2 separate regions of the Mus musculus genome follow, and region 2 is linked to region 1. A link is a contact called in public Hi-C data. All regions are on one chromosome and are shown on one strand. Each heading gives the region's core, a stretch centred on a gene start, on an enhancer-like site or on the middle of the called end of the contact. The rest is flanking DNA. Distances are from core to core; before and after follow the strand shown.

Region 1 (2,792 bases), core at 155-2,654:
CATTTCTATAATTCTCAAAATACACCAATTTCCAGTCAGTGTCTCTATTAACTCGTCCAGCACTGACTCGAGGGAAGGCAAACCCGTCCTTTTAATGTCAAATGTCACTGAGGGCAGCGGCCACCTATACCGCCCAAGTTAACTTTTAGTACAGTCCCAGCTTTTCAGAACTGGTCCCGAGGGGAGAACGCTACTTCCTCCTCTTCCCACCTTGGGGCGGCACTCCTTTCTTCTTGCCAGCTAAAGCAGAAGGCCAGGAATGCTTTTTGCTTCCCAAGCCTCCTTTCCTCTTTTCTCCCTGACCCGGCGGGCCGCCCTTTCTCTTGCCCGAAGGTCCTTGCCGGCCCCCTTTCCTCTTGCCTTTCTGGCTCATTTTCCTCCTCTTGGCAGCCTCCTCCTGGTCCTCTTCCCTCATCTGCTTGTTGGTGGCCCTCGTCACGTCCAGCCGAGGTTTCTTGCTGTTCATGACTCGAAGTAGCTCCAACTGGTTCTTTTTCTCGGCTGCGAAGTCCCCAAAGAGGGGCTGAAACTTCCTCTTCTTGCCGGAGCCCCGGGGAGCTTTCTCCTTGGGAAGGCGCTCCTGGAAGCGTCCCACCGAAGCGGTGGAAACCTTGGCCACTTGCATGGCGCGGCCCAGCTCTTCCTTACTCTGGTGTCCAGTAGGGTGCAGGCCGGCTGAGCTGGGCATCTGCATCTTGTGCGCGCGAGCCAGGTTCCGCAGACGGTTCAGCTCATTCTTGGCCACGCGTTCTTTCTTGGCCTGAGTCCTCTTGGCGAACTGGTCTTCCATGGGGTCGGCGCTCCCAGGCACCTCGATCAGCCATTCTTTAGTGTCATCCCGGGCGCGCTTGTAGCCCCAACGGCGCCGCCACTGGCCACTCGCCTCGTCCCACACGAGGTTGGTCTTCTTCTTGGGACGGATTCCCTTAAGGCGCGCGAACTGCTGCCAGCGGGTGAGCGGCCGTGGTCGGGGCAGCGGCTTCTCGCGGGGCAGGCGAGTGGCGGGCTCCGGCAAGCGCGCGACCACCGCCTCCTCCACGCGCTCGGTCGGCAGCCGCCACAGCTGGTTGATGAGCAGCTGCGTGTTGTCCCGCGCCAGGGCCCGCAGCTCGGCCTCCGGCGACGGCCCGGCCTGGCGCAGCACGGTCGGGGGGTTGCGGTCCGAAGCCAGCAGGTTGCCCAGGTCGAACTCCAGCTCCAGCTCCTTGTGCACCGTGATGCGCTGCAGCTTCTCCGCCTCCTCCTGCTCTGCCTTGGCCAGCAGCTCCTCCACGCGCTGGCCCTCCATGGCTCTCGCTGCGGCTCGGATCCCTCACTTCGGGACAGCGGCGGGACGTATCGCCACTACAGCAGCACCCTAAACCGGCAACCACGTGCGGACGTCCGGACCCGTAATCCGGAAGAGGAAAGATCACTTCCGGGTTGTCTGGAAGCGGCTCACAGCTAGGCGGGGAGGTAAAGACCGGCAGAGGGCGGCATTGGACAGCAGATGGGCTTAGAGGCGGGACTTGGATTCGTCACCGGATGTTGGCCCGACTGGCGCTGAGGGTTGGCTAACCAGCTCAGGACCTGGTTGGGACTACGTTTCCCAGCATGCTGTGGGGCAGAGGTAGTGCAGTAGGACGCGGGCTGCTCAAACTCTTGGAAGTGCCTGCATTGTAGCTTCCGAATGGAGCGTCTACACCACAGTGTCTATGGGTAAATCTATTACAGAGGTGTTTGGGGCGAGACAAATTATTTCCCCAGAGTTATAGCCCGTTCTCTGTGCCCTAGGTGTGAGCGGAGACAGATCCCACGGATACCTGTCCAAGTTAGGCATTGTTTTGCGACTTAGTAGGGCTTGCAGTTTGTCTGTACGTGGCCTGGGCACCAATTCTGGCCATGCCATTGTTTGTTCCTGTGATATTTGTGTAGGCCTGAAAAATCGTGGAAGATGGAGACTCTGGTAGTATCCAGGAGTGTTTTAAAGGTAAATGTGTTAATAAGCTTGGAGGAAGGCTAAGATCCAGTGAAAACCAAATAGTTTTTATTCAGTAGTCATGGTGGCCTAGGGAGTTAAAAATCTCAGTTTACTATTTACTGCCATCTATTTTTATAGGTTTTTACCTCAGTCCGGTGTTAGAATGGGCACATGTTCATCTAATGTCATCCAAAAAAGTGTTTTGTTTGTTTGTTTGTTTGGTTGGTTTTTTTGTCTTGTCACATAAGTAGACTTTTACTGATTTATTTATTTTTTAGTTTAGATCACATGAACCGGAGGCCGAGCTTGAACTCCCTGTACATCGAAAGAGAACTTGACTTCTTTTTTGTTTGTTTGTTTTTTGTTATTTTTTGAGACAGGGTTTCTCTGTATAGCCCTGGCTGTCCTGGAACTCACTCTGTAGACCAGGCTGGCTTCGAACTCAGAAATCTGCTTTCCTCTGCCTCCCAAGTGCTGGGATTAAAGGTGTGCACCACCACTGAGAACTTCTTGATTCTCCTACCTCTCTCTCAAGCATTAGTGTTTCAGGCATGCAATATCCAGTGTCCAGTTCCATTTTTTAAACTAAGTTTTTGGTTAGAATGCAAAGTAATTATTTTCAATATGGTGCTTTCATACAGGTATCATTGTTATCTCCATCCTTCACTGCCTTCCCCGTCCCCCATAAATAGACATTTAAAAAATGCAGACTAAACTGGGTATGGTGTATAATCCCAGCACTCTAGAGAAAGAGGCAGGAGGGCCAGGTGTTCAAGGCTAGCCTTAGTTGCATATGGAGTCATCCAAATCATTTTTGTTTTTAATGTGGTTT
Region 2 (2,774 bases), core at 102-2,601, 6.6 Mb before region 1:
GTGTACCACATTAGAGTCCAAACAGCATCGAAATCAAAATCTCTTCTCTAAAGCATTGCTTTTAAGATTGGGTAGGGAGCACAAATGCCCAAATTTGTTGCCTCTCCACACTAGCTTTGAAAATGTAACATTTTGAACCTTACATAAAACACACAGCTTCTGGTAAGTTTGGTAACAAATGACAGGTATATGGGAGAATGGAGCCCAAGTCAATTTAGCCACCAATTTTCCTAGAACAGTATCTATAGTGGGTCATGATCTCTACTTAGGCTTTAAAAAAGTTTCAGGCGCAAACTAATTGTTAAACACATAAGATGTAGATTGGGGTGCCTCCAAATCATGAGAGAAATTTTGCAAAAGGCGGGGGGGGGGCGGGGGGGGGCGAGAGAAAGCACTTTCTCAAGAGGAAGGGAAGCACTCATATTTACTCAGGGTTAGTAACTAAAGCACTTACTTAAGGCTGGGGAAACAATGTAATTATTTTCCAGGAGCTAAAGTTATAGTGAAAGGATCTATAGCGCCCAAGTCTAAGCAGCTCAGACCTCACAGAAACAGATAACTGTTTCAGTCCACTGTGGAAACAACTTCTCAAGACTCTCTATCTTCCCATCATGCCACATGCAAATCAGACTGAGAAATTACTTTTGGACCCAAACCTGCGGTAGCAAGTTCCCCCTGTCTTACACTACTCGCAGAGTTTAGGAAACCTCAGCTTGGGACCGAAGAAACAGGATCTCCTATGTTTTGCACGCTTTCAGTCTTCTAACACAGAAAACCTTGCTCTCTTATCAAGGGGCAAATTCCACTCGCCTTCCAGAAGACCAGCGGGGTGTTCCTTTCCGGGAGAGCGAGGCTGCCCATGACACTAGGCAGTGGAGACCCTCCGGGCTGGGGAGATGTTTGACTCAACAATACACAGGCATTACCTTGCAGAGCAGCAGCGTCGGCCGCCTCCAGGTCCCGGTAGATGTGGCGAACCATGCCTGCGGTCTCCTCATTGCTCTGCGTGTTGATGTCCCAGAGAACCAGCAGCGCCCGGCGCCGGGCGAACTCGAGAGCAAAGAGGCGGCCCAGGCCGCTGCCCGCGCCCGTGATGAGGCACACCTGGCCGGCCACGCTCTTCTCCTTGGGCCGCACCAGCCAGCGCGCCGCGGCCAGCACGAACGCCCACAGCACTTTGAAAGTGACCACGAAGAACTCCACTACGATGTTCATCGCGACGCCCCGGGTCCCGCAGCAGCCCAGCACCGTGTCCTCACTCTCCCTGCGCCAGACAGCCCAGCTCCTGGCCCCGGAGGCGCTTGTCACCGCGATCCGGACGCGAAGGCTGCGCCCGGAGTCCGCCCCCGAGGTGCTGCGGGGCTGAATTGCGCGGGGCCAGTTCCGCCCGGGCTCGGCGCAGTGGCCACGGGCTGTGCCTGCCGCTGCTCCCGGCTCGGCGCCTCCTGCTGGCGGCCGCCTGTTTGTCCCACAGCGTCCGTCCGTCCGTCCAGTCCCGCTGCAGCGGCGGTGACAGCCGCGAGTTAGGCGACGCGCGCTGCCCTCATGGCCAAGCCGCCGCCGCCCGAACGTCCCCGGCGCTGCTGCAGCGGCTCCCCGTCTTCCTAGGACAGGGGTGCGCCGAGCGGATGCGTCGGGACGCGGGAGTTGTCAACTTGACTCAAGTTGCGGGAGGGTGCGGGCAGCGCCGGGAAGGGCCGACTTGCGGGGCGCACGCGAGGGCTGCCAACCGCTCGAGCTGCCAGCGCGACTCGGGTCCCCTGCCCTGCACTCGCGCCGCTGTCACTCGGGCACGGGGCCCCGCAGCGTCTGAGCGTTCCCAGCCGGCTCTGAGGTAGCTCCACACTCCGCGCTATATAACCCACCGCCGGGAAGCGCCGGCCGCTGCAGTGGCATCGGCCCTCCCTCAGCTCGGCCCTCCCCGCCCCCGGTCGCACCCCGCCCCCGGCCCAGCCTCCCCTCCCCGCTCGCCCTCCCGCCGGCCGCCCCACCGCGCGGGGCAGCCCCTCTTCCACGACCGCGGCCGAAGGCTCCCGCCCTCGTCGTGCCACTCTTCGCGGCTCACGCCCCCTGCTGAGGGTCGCCGTGGCTTGCGCCTGCCGGGTCCCGCAGCAGCGAACCCCCCCATCCTCCTCGGACCTTCGGGTCATCACTCTTCCCGGTCTCGCTGCTTTCGCCAACCGAGGGACTGTGGACCTGGCGGCCGATGATCAGGCGCTGCGGAAGACAGCCCGGCAGTCGGGCGGAAAAAGGACCTCGGCAGCGCAGCCGAGGTGGGGGAGCAGGGCTGCGTGGCCACGGGCCGCAGAGAGCCGGAGGAGGTGACAGACAGTGATTTCATAGCTCAGCTAGCCGCTGAGGACGTGAAGCCTCATACTCTAGTGAGCCTAATGGGAATCACCGCCGCGAAGGCTGCCCAGAGTGTCGGTCAACGTCGCCCTCCAGCCCCGCGGGTTATGCAGCGACGCATGCTGGGACTTGTAGTTCACATCCCTGAACATGCCTTTTGGGTCCAACGAATTCCGCAGAGCCTGACCCTAGGGTTGTCAACGCAACCTGGAGAAATTAAGCCCAGAGCTGACGAGGTGTCCCCACTCTATTCATTAAAAAAAAAAAAAAAAAAAAAAAAAATGTATTCAGTGCATTTGTTTTCCGATGAGTTTTACCATAAAGTTGGCTGGCCGTGACTAAGCCAAGCTGTTCATTTTGCGCCAGCAAAGTGCAAAAATCTCAATTCTAGATTATTTTCCGGCTTATCTCAGGACAGCTATAAG

Evidence for each region. Hi-C and Micro-C count contacts between places; a contact is called where the count stands out from the background.
Region 2: a Hi-C map of erythroblasts shows a contact between it and region 1, with 9 times the contacts expected there. The contact joins the promoter of Rdh10 here to the promoter of Rrs1 in region 1. A contact is called at or near these places in 4 of 484 Hi-C or Micro-C datasets (CD4 T cells, CD8 T cells, erythroblasts and 1 more).

What each region holds. Positions count from the first base shown.
Region 1 is chr1:9,544,020-9,546,811 of GRCm38.p6, reverse strand. It overlaps Rrs1 (ribosome biogenesis regulator 1), which reads right to left and starts at 1,404. Exons shown (of 1, transcript NM_021511.2): 1 at 1-1,404. The coding sequence starts at 1,288. The coding sequence ends at 191.
Region 2 is chr1:16,104,459-16,107,232 of GRCm38.p6, reverse strand. Rdh10 (retinol dehydrogenase 10 (all-trans)) reads right to left here and starts at 1,351. Exons shown (of 6, transcript NM_133832.3): 1 at 927-1,351. The coding sequence starts at 1,215.